Regions from separate parts of the Mus musculus genome. Here regions 1, 2, 3, 5 and 6 are each linked to region 4. Evidence: chromatin contacts called from public HiChIP or PLAC-seq and promoter capture Hi-C data. All regions are on one chromosome and are shown on one strand. The core of a region is the stretch at or near the end of the contact, and the rest is flanking DNA. Distances in the headings are between cores, read along the strand shown.

Region 1 (2,700 bases), core at 168-2,667, 810 kb after region 4:
TTGCACTCATGTGGTGAGTCAAATGTCAGGGAGCCTGCAATATCTCTGAGCAGAGCTAATAAAGCCTTGACTGTTTATTTTATTATATTTATAATAAACAAAGTGTGCCAGAAGCTAAAAAGAAATGTTTCCCTGTAAAAAGTGTTTGCTTAGAAAAGCAGATCAAAAAGTATTTAATCAAGGCTATTGTTTCTTGACAAGTTATGAAATGAAGAATGTTGCTACCACTTTCTTACATTTGAAACCTGGTGTTTAGGACAGTGGTGCCTCTGGCAGCCAGTAAAATGCTCGGTACAAAGCACGGGTGTAAATAACATTTGCTAAGTGAGTTAATACCGAGGCTAACCTCAGGAGGAAAAGGCGATTGCCCTTTGCAGCAATATAACAGTCACCTACCTGCTCCCTCAATAGCTTGTGTGTACCCATGCCAAGTAACAACATGATCTGTTGACATGTCAAATAAAAATGTGCCAAATTTACCTTTTTTTTCTTAAAATCCAGTCTCACTTTTTCCCTTTACTTTTAGTTCTTTTTGCAACCAATTTCAGCAGATAGCTCCTTTTCTTGTTTTTCAAAACCTGGCTCCTTTTGCTGTCATTACAGGTGGTGTTTGTATCCACTTTAGTCTGCTTGGCAGTCTTTCTCTATCTGTGGCTTTGTCCTTAAGACCTGCATCTACTACTACTACCTTTTGTCTTGGATTAGTGAATGCATTTCTGATTTCCCTAGTCTCTTCTCATGAATCTTTGGTGCTGGATTGCAACTTCAGAGACCTGCCCATCTTCTTCACCCCAACTACCAATTCAGCACATGCTTTTGATAAACAAGACTGAGGACAATGTAGCGACTGATCAAGAGCTTAAACCACCTGGTTTCACTGCGAAAGACTTTTATTTCTTTTACAACTTCATTTTTCAGGTTGTAGTCTAGCCAAAATAACTTCTAATATTTACAGACTTGCTTTTAATACCGTGTGCATTTCCCTGCAATGGTCTTCTCTAACCATCTGCTTTGGCGTGGCATCCATACTTTTTATGCTTTGTGAAATTCCGTGAGTCCTTAAAATTTTTTTTTCCCTCTGGGAAAATTCAAGTTTCATGGGGATATGGATAAAACATTACCGTTTTATTATCTTTCATATCTTCACTAAGTAATAAATGAGTTACATCGTGGCTGTTCAGAAAAAGAGGAATGGCATCCGTTTACATAGAATCTGACTTTGAGCGTTGCCCGTTGCCCCTTGGGTCAGCTGGCACTGACTGCAACACTGAGAAAATGTCATACCTTTTTTAGGAGAACCAGGGCCAGGGCCCCGCCCCTCGTTCCGGCTCCGGCCCCGCCCCCGTTCCGGACCCCGCCCCCCTAGGCTCCAGGGCGCACGCGCAGGGCTGAAGCTGGCGCGGCCGTCCCCTCCCCCACCCCCTCCGCCGGAGGGGAACCGGCTGCCGCGGCTGCTGGGGCCGGCGGCGTCGGTAGTCGTCATGGAGTACCCGTGGGATGATCTGACTCTGGCCTTTTCCCGCACGTCCATGTTTCCCTTTTTTGATATCGCCCACTACCTGGTGTCGGTGATGGCGCTGAAGCAGCGGCCAGGTGAGTGAAGGGGCCCGACGCGCTCCCGGTTCCGCGTCCTCACTGCGGGAGGCAGGGACGCCGGGATGCCCTGCGGCCCACCCCTCAGTACCGAGCACGGGACTCAGACGTAGGCTGAGGAAGGTCATGTAGACCCCTGAGCGGGACGTCTCAGGTGGGACCTAGCACCTTGCTAGCGTGTTGAACCAGGAGAGGGGGTGGCTTTGCGGTTTCTCAGTCAGCCACTGGAGGCACGGTCCGGGTAACAGTCGCTTGGCATGTAGTTCAGCCCTCTGTGAAACATGTGGGATGGGATGGGATTTTCACAACGTTGAGTTCCATGAACCATGTGACCAAAAAGCAGTGTTTGTACTCCTGTCTTTGACATTGAATGTAGTGGGTTTCCTTTTAAAGTTCCCCATTTTCCCATTATTTTTCTGAGTCTGTCTTTGAGTTCAGGCATTTCTCTGCCTTCCTTGTCCGGGAGGTGAAGGGTGAAAGTTTAAGGGTTGTCTTACCTTTTCTGGACCACTAATTCTTTAAATCCTTGCCTCATACGTTTTTGAGAGTTTTCTGTGTCTAACTCGTGGAGGAACAGGTCATCCTCGTGGGAGACTGTTTCTCTGATTAAAGAGAACTACAGTTTCGTTACTGCTCCATATCTAGAATCCGATAGTATCTTGTATTGACTAAATCAGACGTTTTCAAAGTGTGGCTCACTTCCCAGGTTCTTCCCTGTCACACACTGTAAAGTTCATTATTTTCATAATGTATCTTCAGAGGTTATTTATCCGTTCTTGCCTTTATGAGTGTACAGCGAAGTTTCCCAATGGCCGTGTGACTTAACAGTGTTGTAAGAGATAATGAAACAGCTGATGAGTCCAAGCATTTCTGTTTGAGGCTAGACATTAAGGAGATTTGCCTAATTAGATAGCAATGTGCCTTTTCTCACGAAATACTTTTTTGATTTTGAGAATAGTTATTTTAGTAAAGAACACATTATTTACATTTAATGCATTATTTTAAAATCCATATGTAACTGCTTTAAAAACTGTTAACGTTTCCAAATGCTAAATATAAACACCAACTCTAGGTCCTTCCTTGTTACTGGAGATAGAAGCTACTGAA
Region 2 (2,700 bases), core at 51-2,550, 580 kb after region 4:
GCAGCCAGAGCTGGGTTTTCAGGCCATCCTTTTGCAAATGTGCTTTTGTCTGGTGACACCTGCTGGTAGAGAGGGATAAATGGACAAATTCAGCCAACCAAATTGCAACTCAACTGTCCCCGTGTATCTGAGAAAGCTAGAATTCAGATCTGCTTTCACTATTTACTAGCTTGGGAATGGCCTCAATTCGTTCATACTTGGGTGGTATCCTTCTATTGCCTTAGGCTCGGCTAGTTCATTCAATTACCTTCCCTGGTTTTGTAGGGGGTGGGGGTTGTTGTTGTTTGTTTGTTTGTTGTTTTGTTTTTTACATTAGCTATTCCTATTCTTTCTGTGCTCCTTGGGAATATTACCAACCTTTGGTTTTCCACTAAAAAAAATGCACTCAACTTTTTAACCAAAGGATTCATTCCCAGACTTTGTTTTAGGGAAATATCAAGTCAATCTTTATTTCTTATTAAAGATTCCAAATGAGATAAGGAAAAACAAAAAGGAGTCCTTTGAATTTTTAGGGGTGGAAATGTGTGTGGTGGTGGCAACAGGTCATCCTTCATGACAGCAGCTGAATCCAGCTGAACTGGGTAAGATTGTATTTGATACTTGGTTGTTGAGAATTTCACATAGATTCAACATGAAAATTACCAGTCCATTTAGCAAGTCTCTTGCTTTGGGGTAATTAGATGTATTGTTTGTTGTTTGTATGTTTAAATACTAATTGGTGAGAGGCATGTTTGCACAACAGGGTGACTTGCTCCATGTATACAATCAAGACCTCCTTTCAGGAGGATGAACAAGCTGTTCCATTTTCTCTCCTCCTTCCCATCCTGCATGGTCTTCAGCAATATCTTATGTATCTTTCCCTTGTCATGGCTGGGCAGCAGCATCATAGGAATCTAACAAACTTGAACTTGGATCCGGCCAACCCTGTCACTTGGGCAAGTCACTCCCCTCTTTATCGGGCACCAGGGATCCAGTGATGCTCTGAGGATTCAGTGCGGAAGGGTGATGAAATGCCAAGTGTGAGAAGCTAGCTGAGCTTGGCTATCAGGTCTCCCTTCTTCTCCCCTCCCTTGATACAATGAGTCTTCAGAAGGCCAGTCAGCGCACACTGGGGCCTGCAACAGTGTTACTATCACATAGTTCATGCTGCTCCCCCTGCCCCCCCCCCACCGCTGTCCTGATAGGCGTACTTTTAGAACAGATGGATTAAGTAATAACGCTCCTCTAGGGCAGATGCTCTGTCCCAGTCTCTCTGTAAACGTTTGAAGGTCTTTCTGGAATGGAGTCTGACAGTCATTAACCAGCCCCACTACACACCCAAGAGGACTCCAGACTGTCAGTATTTACCCAACCTGGGCCATGGCTCTAGTGTAATTCCCCAAAGCTAGGGTTTCCTGCCCTATGGGCCAGGCTGTTCCGTCTACACAGATAAGCAGCTTATGTCTGACTGGCCCAGCCCCAAATCGGGAGAGGGTCTCTCTGCTTCTCCTTCCCAAGCGTGACCTTTTTATTGGCAGATATTGCCTAACAGGGTGGCTTCCTGCTCATTAGCTAAGCCTACATGAGCTAATGTACAGACTACACTACATTAGTGACAGAGCTAGTTCAAAGTTAATCTTTGACTTAAAGAGATCACATTTTGAGTAACACCCCATCATAGCACCTCTTCTGTTCAAGTTATCGACCCCCAAATTTCTTGCAAATGCCAACATATTGGCAGAGTGTGACTGAACGCATTTTGGCAGTGAACCTGGCGATGAAAATAGAGCCAGGAAACAAAAGACTACAAGACACAAAAGAAAAGGCAGGCACGGAACTCCAGTGTTAGTATAAAGGCGCGAGGCGGGAAGCATGCCGGCCTGGAGAGAGTGCCGATTCTGAACAACAATAATAATAGAAACTCCTGTCCGAGGGAGCGGCTAGACAGAGAGCGGTGTGGCTAACAACAGGCCTGGAATAAAGAAAGCCCCAATTTATCTGTCCTTGAAGGATTTTAAGGTATGTTCAAAGTTTAATAAGCTTTATGGGGTCAGAAGGAGGATTATACCTTCCTCAGGAAATACAGGCATCAGGAAAGAGAGCCTTCGGATAAGTCCACTGTCCCAAGCTGCTATTTAGAACATTTGAACACCCTGTATGTTCCAGAAGGCTTCTTGTTTGCTTGGAAGTCTAAGTGTACTACACGCAGAGATGAGTTAATTATTAATAACAATTAGTTTAGTAATTCCTGCCTTCTTGGAAGTCCTCTTGGATGGCAGTATGTTGCTGGAGACCTGGGCCCACTGCCTGGACCCTTACCCCTGTACTTATTGCTGTCCCCTAGCAGTAGCTGCCTAGGGGTCCCTCCTTCAGCCATTCAGACACTGACCGGAGGGCTCTTTTGCCTACCATCATTTAGAACAAATACATGGTCTGTAGAGCGCTCCCCATCCATAGCCCCAGAGTCAGGGTGTTCTGCAGGAAGCCAGGGTTGTGTAAGAGAGGAAAGGGATCAAATGGCCTACTTTACTTTATATTAGACTCCGGGAAGAGAAAGGAAGTTGAAACCGTTGATTGAATACAAGTCAAGAACATTCGTAACTTGTGTTATTTGCAAAAGACTGGCCTCCGACTGGGCATGAAATACAAAACCACAGCGTTTCCTTTGTCCCAGAGACATAGGGTGGCAGAGTATGAGGCAGTTAAGAAGACACACTCCTT
Region 3 (2,700 bases), core at 166-2,665, 620 kb after region 4:
CTTAAGAAACCACAGTGTCGTTGGACTCTAGTAGAAACATAAAACATTGAAGTGTAAATATGATTCATCTAAAACAGCTCCTGCCTCTCCAAGGTCTTGATTCTTAACTGTCCTTCTAACTAGATATTCTTCCTCAACCCCTTTCATATAACCCTTACCCAGGTCATTCCTGCGTAATGTCAGGAAATTGCACCCCACCTCTTCGGAGTCTATTAACTCTGTGCAATTTAATTGTTTACTTTATTTCTTCCATTTACCTCATGCAATTTCCTCCTTTGTTAATTTTTTCATGTGTGTGCTTTGGTCGAGGGTATTACAATGTGTGGGCACACAAGTGGGGGCACCTGTGTGCTGGTGTGTGTCTGTGGTCACTTGGCTTTTATGTGGGTACCAGGTTCTGGGTATACAGACTCTGGTACTCATGTCTGCCCACTGATCTATCTTCCTCCTCCCTGATTTCTCTTACAAACTTTTCTTCTAACAGCCTCATGGATTTGTATTGTCATTTCCCACCTTAGATTGTAAGCTCTTTGAGAAGCAGGCCTTTTCACTGAGGATTTGTGTAGAAGGGCAGAACCGGTTCGTAAGGCTCATTCATACTCGTTTCCCTTTTATTCCATTAGGATGTGAACACCCAGAAGAATTTTTCTTGAGTCACCTAAATGGAGATGAAGCCTGCCTTTCTGGAGAACCTTTCCAAGTCTTCTCCCCAAGCTTTCTGGTCTGCACTGCCAGCTCCACCCGTCCTGAGCAGATTCTAATGTGCTGTCCCACTCTCATTTACTCCATGCTCTGGGGAGTTCAAACACAGGATTTAAGCTGTCCTCTGCGAGGTCTGCATTCATTCTATTTCATTGATGACACAGGTCACGGAAAAAGACTTGCTTACAAGGTAGCAAGATACTAGTAGGGCAAGGTTGACCAGGCAACAAAGCCCATGTGGTCCCATACCCACGTATCTGTAACTTCTTTCTACCCCTTGTCCCAGAGCCCTTTAAGGTTTCCACCACGCTCCCTGAAGACCCTTCCACATGTTTCCGCGGCCTCTCCATCCTAGCGTGTTTATTCCAGCTGGATCACTGGGCCTGGCCTACCAAGGCTAAGTGGAGAGACGCTGCAGGTGAAGGATGCGTCCCGGGCTGAGCTAGCTCCCAGGCTCTCCGCACGACCTGGCTGCTGGGTGCCCAATGGTTCATTGCAAGGCCCGCAGCGATGGCACAGGAAAAAGGATGCAAAGAAAGAAGCAGTTGCAGAAGGAAGACGCAGGCGGCCAGGCAGCGCTCCATCCTCTCCGCCGGTGCGGGTGTCGGCGCACGCATGCGCATGCGTGGCGCGCTCGCACCCCACCCTCCCGCGGGCCGCCCTTTCACCCTGGCAACCGCGGCTCGGTAGCGGCGCGCGCGCGGGTTGGGCGCGGACGGGCGGGATCTCTGCGGGACGGGACAAGGCTGACGGCGGCAGAGGTAGCGGGTCTCTAAGGCTCCTCCAGCTTCTCACTCAGCTCCGGTGACAAGTTCGGCCCGGAGGGCTTAGTCCCTAGCCATGGACTCGCAGAAAGTAAGCGGGGGCGCAGCGCGGGGCCGAGAGGGTGGGCGGGGCGCGCGGGGCTGGGCGCGGAGGACGAGGCCGGGCCTGGGACCCACCCGACCCGACCCGACCCGACCCGACGGGACCTGAGAGCCCGCAGGGAGCGATGGCCGCGCCCGGGACCCCGGACGACCTCTGTCCTGCTCTTGGCTCCGGGAAGGCACTGCGGGGAGGAAACCGCGAGCCGCACCCGGGTCTCTGCCGCCCTCTGCGGGCGCTAGGCCCCTTTCTTCCCGCTGCCCGCGGCGTGCTCCGAGGGTGGGTCCCTCCTCGGTTGGAGTGAGGACCAAGGCTCGGCCTCGCGTGGGGGGATCCCCGCCCGCGCGGAAGCTGGTGTCTCTTTTCTTCCACCGTGTCTTCAGCATGGTCTCTGCGCTGTAGGTCCGGGGACTGAATCTCCTTTGTACATCTGCCCACTGCCTTGCTAGTGGTTTATTTATAAGCAGATCTCAGTGTTTGCCTAATTGAGGAAAAAGGCAGTTGTCAGGGCCGCTGCCCCACCCTCGTCCTTCAGTTGGTGAGGCTGGCCAGTAGTCTTGTTTCGGAATGTTTAGTACTTTGAGAACAAGTTTAAGGAAAGAGTTACACAATAGCCTTTTTTAATTAAGCAAATAGTGCACTGAATACAATTGCAACTGAATTTTTAATATTCAGTAGTAATTCCTGTATTAAAAAAGTAAGCCACCTTGCTATCTTTGTTATGTTATAGTGTAATTGCAATACATTGCGGTATAGGAAAGAAAAACACAAGTGTTATTAATAATACATCAGGGAAAACAAGGGCATTTCTAAGAGGCCATTCTTTTTTTATTATTGCATAGAAAGTGCCAGAAAGAGTTAGAGAAAAACTGCAATTCTTACCTGGATTCATCTTTCTGAGCTTGCCTTGAGACCCATTCATTTGGGTATATCCAATTATTATTTCCACAACTATACTATAGTATCTTTTAAAGAGATTACTAGTATGTCTAAGAATGTGTATTTTGAGTGTGTATAAATTTAAAGGATTCTCTGTTAGGCTGATAAAACATTGCATGACTTATTAGAGGAAAGGCATCATGTGATATTTAAGTGGGCATTAGCAAAGGTCAAAAGGAAGAAGAGCAAGTGCCT
Region 4 (2,700 bases), core at 89-2,588:
AGGGGGGAAGAAATGAGGGGGCGGGAGAGAGAAGGCAAGGGGACAAAGAGAGAAGCCAAGAGGAGAACCAAACAAGATAGCATCTAGCCAAGATAGCTGAGGTTCTATAGGAAAGGGGAGGTGGGGGGAGGGCAGTGAAGCTCGGGGCTGGGGTGGTTTAAAGGATTTGGGATGAGAAGTGCTAAGGAGCCAGGCCAGTGTGTGTTTTTAATGTTAAGACAGCCCTGTTAGCCGTTGGTCCCAGGTTTCTCTGAGACCTTACCCTGTAGACCAGAGGTGTGTGCATACTCCAAAGCAGTCTACTGACTGCACCCAAAGCTTCTGGCTACTTGGATGCTAAAAGCTGTATCTTACCTTCATTGTTCATAAAAGGACGGAACAAAGGACAATACTATCAGGACTTGTGACGATTTAGTTAATAAAAGGCATAGATGTCATATTCTAGTTAAGTTGTTGCAAATACATCAAAAATCCCTTTCATGTTCACCACCGCTTGGAATGTCTTACGTACACCTTAAATTGCCATTTAATACCTAAAGAAGCACGCCTGTTTTTCAATAACTTACCTCTATAGTTTGATGATATTTGTTCAGTGTAACTTGTTTTTAGAGCTATGTGTATTTGCTAAGCATAAAATCGTTAGGAGTTTAAAGGCTAACAGGATTTCCAAGTTTATGACGCTAAAACGGTTTTAATCTCTGATGACCAGTAAATAATATAGCTTAGTGTACATTAGTAAATTGGCCAAGAGGCGATTTTCAGGGAAATCATTGCGATTATTTAGCTATTTAATGTTTGTGAACAGTGGACCCAATGAAAGCAGTGTATTTAAAAATGGTTTCTAAATCTTAGTTGGAAAGTCATGAAACCTAGAATATGCTTCACAGAGAACACAAACACGCGCTAGAAAAATATAAATTGTAATTGAAGTTTTTCTGAGGGCCAAAAATCAGAGGCCGTCAGAGGTCAGCTTTCGCATCACACAAAATTATTTCAATCTTCACCTGTGACTCTCAGGCCCTCGGACCCACTCTTCTGGGTTCCAGGAAAATTATCCCATCTTTGTTCGGAGACTCCCAGGCCATGCTGGGGATGGGGTTTGGAGTTGCAATGGGGATGCAGAATACTCTGTGATACAGGAGAAGGCTCGCTGATGGTTGCTACAAGTTCACCCCACCCCAAGAAGCATCCACGCCACGCCCTACATTCTGGAGTGTTAGAACCATACAGAAGAGGTAATGCCCCGGGATGGGGAACAGAACCGCGGACTGCTTTGTGTCCGCACCCTCTGAGCCTCTTGCGCCTGCGGGGAAGGGCGGAGCCACGCCGCCGAGCCACGCCCAGTCCAGCAGGGACCCAATCGAAGTTGGCCCGCGCACCAGGAAGCGAGGAGAGCGCGTATCCGAGCGCCCGGCGGCGGTCTTCCTGCGCGCTCAGGACCGCACCATGCTCGCGCTCCGAAGCGGCCTAAGGACAGCGCTGGCCCCGCGGGTTCTGACGCCTCAGGTAGGGGCCGCGGGGGCGTGCGAGAATCCCGCGCAGGGAGGTGGAACTGTCCTTAGGTGGTGTAGAAACGGGGATCAGGGAGGTGGGTGCGGTCTGTGGGGAGAGCGAGCTTAGCCTAGGGAGGTGGGCGGGGCGTGTGTCGGGCACGAGCAGCCTTGGGAGGTGGGCGGGGTTCGTGGTGCGCGTGATGACGACGCTGCGAGGTGGGCGGGTCTGCAGTGCGGAGAACGGGCCGTATTCTGGGAACTGGGCGGAGCCTGCCTAGTGGAGGCCGGGGGTGGGCGGGGCCTTGCTCTAAGGGGCAGTGCCGGGAGGTGGGCGGGGTCTGCAGTGAGAGTTGTCCTTCGGAGGTAGGTGGGTTTGTGGGGCAGGAACCAGCAACACTGTGAAGTGGGTGGGGTCTGGAGCGTGAGTAGACCCCTGGTCGGTCCAGCCAATGCCCGGTTCAATCGGTACCCAATATTTCGTGAGTCCAGGGTGAACCCACTTGTCAGGTTGCCTCCCTGGACAATGGACAGAGACCTTTCCTTGACACCGGGTGTCCCCGAAGCCCTGAGCATTGTGTTCTTGCAGTCATCACCATCGTGACTGCCACTCATTGAGGGTTTACAGTTCCTGCCTGGTTCAAAAGCCAGGCTTTATGGAGTTCAGGGTAAACCTGGGAGCATCCCGCCCTGCAACTCAGGGTCTGGAGATCTTAAGGGGAGCATGGCTTTGGAGCCTGCTGAAACTGGTTGTGCCTGAGATGGGACTTTCATAAAAAGGAGGACACCTACCAGCCTCAGCTGTTGACCCAGGGCTATTTGTGACTTGAACACCGAAGTTCTTGACTTACTTTGTTTAGGAAGAGCATTAAGAGCTGTCTAGAGACAGACTTTGTGTCGAACACTAAAGAGCATAGTATTCATATGGCCGCTGTCCTCTCTGTCTTCCTAGTATGGTTGACAAAAAGCTCTAATTTGGAGATAGGAGCAAGCAGATTTCTACCCTGGCACTGTTTGTCCCAGCCCTGCAACAGAAAATTACCTCACCCCTTAACAAACACCTTTCAATACAGATTTCTTTAATGCATATTTTCTGTGTGAAAGATTATAGTAAAAGTATCTTTGATCAATAATTTATTTCTGTTCTATCAATACAAATTCCTCGAATCATTCTAAAAGATTGTTATAAGTCTGCCATGTTTCCTTTTTG
Region 5 (2,700 bases), core at 122-2,621, 540 kb before region 4:
TTCTTTTAATAGGAAACTGTAAGATAGATGAGTTAGTTTTTAAAGGTTGTTCAGTCAAGCTTTACCTTACAAATTATTTCCTTTTGCTGATAGAGCAGATAAGCACACTCTCTGGGAGCTAAGGAAGGAAATTAACTTCCTACTAACTAATTGGCTTGAGACAAACAAGATTACAAGTCCATTTCTGCTCCGTCTGAAGTGATAGGGCTCATGTGTATTTTCTCCCAGTGCAGAAAACACTGGCAGCTACATCTGCAGCGCTCCTTTTCAGTCTCAGCATGATCTTCATAGCCGTGCCTCTGTCGAATGTACTTAGAGTTGATAAAACTGGAGAAGCGCCCCTTAAATGGATCAGTTTTACTCTTTCATTTTTTTCCAAAGGGTTTTAAAAGCTAAAATATCTTTAGATTTTAAGGTGAGTCTTGATTTTTTTTTTTCCCTTGCACAGACCATTAATGAACACAGCTAGGCATTATAAAGCATTTAAATTCACTCTGAGCACATGTAACAATCCTAGGTGTGGAACATTGCTGCTTGGAATTATGTTATTTCCCAAATATGCTCCTCCCCCATCTAAATTATTATTAATGCTTACTTAAGGAAGTCATTTCTTAAGAGTCGTTTGGTAGATTATTGTACTTGGCTTTGGCTTACTTTTCTTCCCCCCTAATGTAAGTGTAAGATGAGCTAGGATTTTTCTCCTTTTGTCTCGTGTAAACTTTGTCCTGTGAGTGTGTAAATCTTATCTTTACTACTGTATAGGCACATTCAACACCCAGAATAAAGCAAAGGGGCTTGAGGGAGTTGGGAGCAGAGGAAACCACACCTGTAATTAGTCATCTGAAAGTTAAGTAGCCTCTGCTCTTAGGTGGAGCCGGTGGCCCTGAAAGTCAGGGTAAGAAATCTTTCCTTGCACCAAGTCTGTTGGTTTCAACAAAAAGAGGGTTCTCTCTTCATTTTTCTTTTGACCCCCTCTACTCAAATGCTGTGACATTCTGTTACCAGAGGTCATATTCTTTTTTTTTTTTTTTTTTTTTTCTGAGTCAGGGTTTCCCTGTGTAGTCCTGGCTGTCCTGGAACTCACTCTGTAGACCAGGCTGGCTTCGAACTCAGAAATCCACCTGCCTCTGAAAGATCCTGAGAGAGAGTGAAAAATTATGTAAGTCCCTAGTCTTGTGTCCACAATAGGCCTCACTAATGGCAGGGAGTAAAAGTTTAACGCACCCCATTGTTCCAGGTTGTACTAACTAACCACAAAGTAGAAGTTTAACTTGCTCCATTGTTTCAGGAAATGTTTATACAGAATACTCCAACTGTTCCTTGAACCCGTTATGCTTGCCAAATGCTATCGCCCAATGCCAGGTGTTGCGGTTTCTGCCTTTATAAGCCCCTTACCCCTTGAGCTCGGTGTCGACTCCTCTACCCCTGCATGGGATACAAGTCGTTCCCAGTGCACTGGTCTTTCCCGATTAAACCTCTTGCTGTTTGCATCAAGATTGGTCTCTCGAAAGTTCTTGGGTGTCTCGTCACGTCGAGTCATCCCAGGACTTGAGTGAGGGTCCTCCCCACCCCCGTTTCGGGAGTCTTTCACCTCTGCCTCCCAAGTGCTGGTATTAAAGGAATGTACCACCACTGCCTGGCCAGAGGTCATCTTCTTATCACCTTACATTTGTAAAAGGGAAACTTCCTTGGCCACCGTATCTTATCTTGAGTCCTTATTTTTGCTTTTCTTCTTGTTCATTGGAGATCTCTCAGTTTATCTTCTTGTTAGTTAACTTTACAGAACTCTACTTTTTAAACTGAGAGACAAAACAGGTCAGAGTTTGTAGTCCTCCTCTCAGGCATTCATCCCCCCCACACTACATGTAGTCAAAAGTCTTGATTATAGTGTGGATCGAATGTCATGTTGATTCTTTTAGTGGTGATGTGACTCACTTTACTGTGTGTAAAATGTGAAGTGTTAGACAGCCATTACATGTAGTCATATGCTTTCCAAAAGTCTGTCAGTCAGACTTGGGGCAGGATTAGAGTACTTACTTATTACCTGACTGATAGTCATTAGTTTTCCTTTTTGTTGCGATTTTAGGAATCAGTAAATAAAGCTCAAGACGAGCTGATGAAGCAAAAGCAAATAATAACAGCCCAGGACAACATAATTAAAGATAAATGTGCAGAAGTGGCGAAACACAATTTGCAAAACAATGAGTCTCAACTTAAAATTAAGGAGTTGGACCACAGCATAAGCAAACATAAGCGGGAAGCGGATGATGCTGCTGCAAAGGTATGGTTATGTTGAGTTTTACAACCTGGAGAATCAGGGGTTTGTTTCTGAGCTCTTGAACAATTCTAGTAACTGCTCAATAGGAAACTTGCTGCAAATGGCAGAAGTATAGCCTGAGGTATACTTGAATTTACAGCTATGATAACTGCCTGTCACTAACAGTCATTTTCAATTTAGTTGTAGACATTTATTTCTCTCTATAAGATGTATTTCTGTAATATTTAATGGTATCCAATGGTATTGGTATTATTCATACTTACTGATAAAACTTATTATTAGTAATAATAATATACATTATCTATCACAAGTTGAATTTGAAGAACTCACAAATGTATGTATGTGTGTGTCTCATTTTAAAAGACATTGCTTTTTCAGGTATTCAATATGATTTTGTGCAATGCAGTTATTTCAAAATTATC
Region 6 (2,700 bases), core at 26-2,525, 700 kb after region 4:
ATTTTCTTTGAAGGGTGCTAAATCCCTTCCTCTAAATCCCAGTCCACTTTATAGAAACAGAAACTTGATAATGTAGATGGCACATTATGACTGTGCTTATATAGGGAAAACAGTGAGATCTAAACTTAAACTTAGCTCAAATCAGAAAACTGGCTAGAAAGCTGGCTAGTCCTCTGCCTCCTGCAAGGTTTATGCAGGATAATATTTACTATGCACTTGAAATCTATTCACTTCTAAAACCCGGGAAGTTTTTTTTTTTCCTCCTTATAATTTCCAGACATAGTTGAGCATAATAAGCATTCCTAATATCTTTTAAAATATCACCTCTTAGTACTCCAATAGGCATCAATTATATTGTGTGCATGTGTGCATGTGTGTGTGCGTGCGTGCATGTGCGTTTGCATGTGTTTAAAGACAAGAGCTCACTCTAGATCCTCTTGCCTTGGCCCCCCAAATACTTGAATTGTAGGCATGTCAGACAATAGAAATTTTTGATACAGCCACATTCCATCACAACTTTTTGAAAAATTCTGTTTTAAGACAAGCATGGCGATGCACACTTGTTATCTCAGCACTTGAGATGTGGAAGATGTGTAGGATCAGTTGAACACCATATTGGCTGAGTAGAATTTAAGGCCAGTCTGAGCTAAATGATATAGAACGGGGTGCGTAGGTAAATTATTTCATTTTTTTCTATACGCCGTTAGTAATTTTCGTAGAAAGAACGTAAAATTACAATAATTTCTTTAGTGCTTTTTAATTTTCAAAAATTCCTATCAAAATCCACATCTGCTCCTTGCCAATAACTCTTTAAATGGCTCTGCTAAAAGCAAAGATGCTAGGTGCCAGGCCCAGAAGCATCTATATTTCTTTCAAGCCCCAAACTGGAAGATCGCATCTTCTAGACCTGGATGTCAAGTAGGCACCTCAACTTCATGAGTACTTGCATCACTACATAGTGCTCTTCCCCATTCTGTCCCCAATAGCAGAATGTAGAGAGAGGAGAAGGGGGAGGAGGGAGGGAGGGAGGGAGGGAGGGAGAAAAAGAATCGTTATCCACCCTAGGTTTGCACTTTCTGCGCTCTGTCTGATGAGCCGTACACTACGGGGGACAGTTCTGTTTTTTCTCTAAACTCCAGGCAGCCTCAGGGCACTGCCGGAGGGACGGCTGATTGCAGATTTCTGATGGCCAAATAGGCCACACTAATAGGAGCGCTCGGAGAACAAAGCAACAGCCAGCGTACGCCGCTGCGCGCTTGACCGCTTCTTTGCGACAGTTGCCGTAAAGCGAGGCCTCCGCCGCAGCTCTAGAGTTAGGTAAGATGAGGGCACCGGGGCCGGGTAGCCGAGCCTGGGCGTGGGCGGGTTCCTTCAGGCACTGTCGCTGGTCTACTGGTATACCCTGAGTAGCGGTCGTCCACCTTTGGGGTACCCTCCCTACGGCGGCGGGGAGGAGTCCGAGGTCGGCCGCAGTCCGTGCACGAGCTTGCTGCCGCCGTCCCCGCTGTCCCGGCGACAGATCGTTCCCACACGCCCATGCTGTCCGTTGATCGTCCTGACCCGCGAGGGTTCGATTTTGGAGGTTCATGGAGACGCTTAAGAGGCCGGGCTGGGACAGTGACGCTTGAGCTGGTTGGCGAGAGCGGACGATGCGGGGAGACCGATCAGGTGTGAGGACCAATGCATGCCAAGGTGGCTCCGCCGGGGAGGAACTGATGCAGCCTGCTGCTGCTCTGAGTGCATCCGACGCCGTGGCATGAACTTACAGGGAAAGGAAGGGGGTTGGCAGGGCAGCCGCCCAGGGAGGGTTCCACCTGAGAAGGACTTTGATGCTGCGCCAAAGCCAAGTTCTGTGTACAGCAAGCAGCCTGCTGCAACTGCTTCGAAGAGAGGTGGTGGTTGGCTTACCAGTCGCTTTCCTCTCTTCTTAGACTCCTCAGTAGTCATTCTTAGTTCGTTTGAAGGAGTGCTCACTATGCTTAATAGTATGATGACGATGGTAATAATAATAAGTAACAATAATAATGATAAGGTGGGCGCGGTTAGCGATGCGAGATAACTGCATGTAGGAACGTTCCTGTCTTCCGTTTACATTATCAGTTGGGGAATATCGGGAAAGATTTGATAAAAATGGGGCCGGGTAGTTAAAAGCTTTAGATAAAAGTCGTCCAGAGAACTGAATTCAGATTTCATCACGATCGCCAATTTCTCAGGTAGTACAAGGCAAGCCGCTTTCTTGTATGTCTCAAGCTTTCTCGGCTATAAAGAATGATATTCCAGTCTTTCTAGTTTGAAGATTTCCATTAAGTAAAAGTCAGCCTGTGAGCCAACCATGGTAACACACACCTGTAATACCAGCACTTTGGAGGCCAAGACAAAAAAAAAAAAAAGCACTAGGAAACAGAGCTGCATAATGATCGACAGACCAGCCTTGGGTAAATGCTCTCAACCAAGCAGTTAGTCACTTGCCTCTTGAGGGAAAGGCTTTACTCACTGTCTTAGTTAGAGCTAATACTACAGTGGTGAAATACCATGACCAAAAGTGACTGGGGAAGAAAGGGTTTGGTTTGCTAAGTTTTAGATTACAGTTTATCATCCAAAGCACTGAGGGCAGCAACCTGGAGCAGGAGCTGATGCAGTGACCATGGAGGGATGCTGTTTACCTGCTCTCATGGTTTGTTTGGCCTGCTTTCTTGTAGA

What was found. Promoter capture Hi-C pulls out the DNA fragments that hold promoters and counts their contacts. HiChIP or PLAC-seq counts read pairs in DNA pulled down with a chosen protein or histone mark.
Region 1: a promoter capture Hi-C map of pre-B cells shows a contact between it and region 4, with 4 times the contacts expected there. The contact joins the promoter of Tmem38b here to the promoter of Nipsnap3b in region 4. A contact is called at or near these places in 7 of 39 promoter capture datasets (the 3T3-L1 cell line, the C10 cell line, hematopoietic stem and progenitor cells and 3 more), 1 of 484 Hi-C or Micro-C datasets (CD4 T cells), 3 of 115 datasets of contacts at active chromatin or transcription factors (bone marrow-derived macrophages, large pre-B cells and stem cell-derived neural progenitor cells) and 2 of 9 other capture datasets (adipose tissue and liver).
Region 2: a promoter capture Hi-C map of liver shows a contact between it and region 4, with 5 times the contacts expected there. The contact joins the enhancer-like site here to the promoter of Nipsnap3b in region 4. A contact is called at or near these places in 12 of 39 promoter capture datasets (the 3T3-L1 cell line, 3T3-L1-derived adipocytes, the C10 cell line and 7 more), 25 of 484 Hi-C or Micro-C datasets (the 3T3-L1 cell line, the C2C12 cell line, the G1E-ER4 cell line and 17 more), 3 of 115 datasets of contacts at active chromatin or transcription factors (astrocytes, embryonic forebrain and neural tube) and 1 of 9 other capture datasets (embryonic stem cells).
Region 3: a promoter capture Hi-C map of hematopoietic stem and progenitor cells shows a contact between it and region 4, with 6 times the contacts expected there. The contact joins the promoter of Fsd1l here to the promoter of Nipsnap3b in region 4. A contact is called at or near these places in 17 of 39 promoter capture datasets (the 3T3-L1 cell line, 3T3-L1-derived adipocytes, the C10 cell line and 12 more), 2 of 484 Hi-C or Micro-C datasets (bone marrow-derived macrophages and embryonic stem cells), 6 of 115 datasets of contacts at active chromatin or transcription factors (astrocytes, embryonic forebrain, embryonic hindbrain and 3 more) and 2 of 9 other capture datasets (embryonic stem cells and macrophages).
Region 5: an H3K27ac HiChIP or PLAC-seq map of extraembryonic endoderm stem cells shows a contact between it and region 4, with 6 times the contacts expected there. The contact joins the enhancer-like site here to the promoter of Nipsnap3b in region 4. A contact is called at or near these places in 16 of 39 promoter capture datasets (the 3T3-L1 cell line, 3T3-L1-derived adipocytes, the C10 cell line and 10 more), 1 of 15 datasets of contacts at CTCF or cohesin (pro-B cells), 1 of 484 Hi-C or Micro-C datasets (liver) and 2 of 115 datasets of contacts at active chromatin or transcription factors (embryonic stem cells and extraembryonic endoderm stem cells).
Region 6: a promoter capture Hi-C map of liver shows a contact between it and region 4, with 5 times the contacts expected there. The contact joins the promoter of Fktn here to the promoter of Nipsnap3b in region 4. A contact is called at or near these places in 17 of 39 promoter capture datasets (the 3T3-L1 cell line, the C10 cell line, the HPC-7 cell line and 11 more), 4 of 484 Hi-C or Micro-C datasets (CD4 T cells, CD8 T cells, cortical neurons and 1 more), 4 of 115 datasets of contacts at active chromatin or transcription factors (astrocytes, bone marrow-derived macrophages, forebrain and 1 more) and 2 of 9 other capture datasets (adipose tissue and liver).

What each region holds. Positions count from the first base shown.
Region 1 is chr4:53,824,628-53,827,327 of GRCm38.p6, forward strand. Tmem38b (transmembrane protein 38B) reads left to right here and starts at 1,418. Exons shown (of 6, transcript NM_028053.2): 1 at 1,418-1,593. The coding sequence starts at 1,482.
Region 2 is chr4:53,594,376-53,597,075 of GRCm38.p6, forward strand. It overlaps a transcript of Slc44a1 not described here. Among named protein-coding and RNA genes, the nearest start is that of Fsd1l, 36 kb to the right of the region's middle. Within about 2 kb of position 1,301, at least 36 of the 459 cell types and tissues checked have an H3K27ac peak or open chromatin away from gene starts, as enhancers often do. A contact at or near this core is called in bone marrow-derived macrophages, brain, cerebral cortex and 1 more, where this site is marked.
Region 3 is chr4:53,630,056-53,632,755 of GRCm38.p6, forward strand. Fsd1l (fibronectin type III and SPRY domain containing 1-like) reads left to right here and starts at 1,416. Exons shown (of 13, transcript NM_001195284.1): 1 at 1,416-1,557. The coding sequence starts at 1,543.
Region 4 is chr4:53,010,542-53,013,241 of GRCm38.p6, forward strand. It overlaps Nipsnap3b (nipsnap homolog 3B), which reads left to right and starts at 1,339. Exons shown (of 6, transcript NM_025623.3): 1 at 1,339-1,506. The coding sequence starts at 1,447.
Region 5 is chr4:52,472,835-52,475,534 of GRCm38.p6, forward strand. It overlaps Smc2 (structural maintenance of chromosomes 2), which reads left to right. Exons shown (of 25, transcript NM_001301412.1): 20 at 2,087-2,281. Among named protein-coding and RNA genes, the nearest start is that of Smc2, 35 kb to the left of the region's middle. Within about 2 kb of position 1,372, at least 8 of the 459 cell types and tissues checked have an H3K27ac peak or open chromatin away from gene starts, as enhancers often do. A contact at or near this core is called in extraembryonic endoderm stem cells, where this site is marked.
Region 6 is chr4:53,712,879-53,715,578 of GRCm38.p6, forward strand. It overlaps Fktn (fukutin), which reads left to right and starts at 1,276. Exons shown (of 10, transcript NM_139309.5): 1 at 1,276-1,317.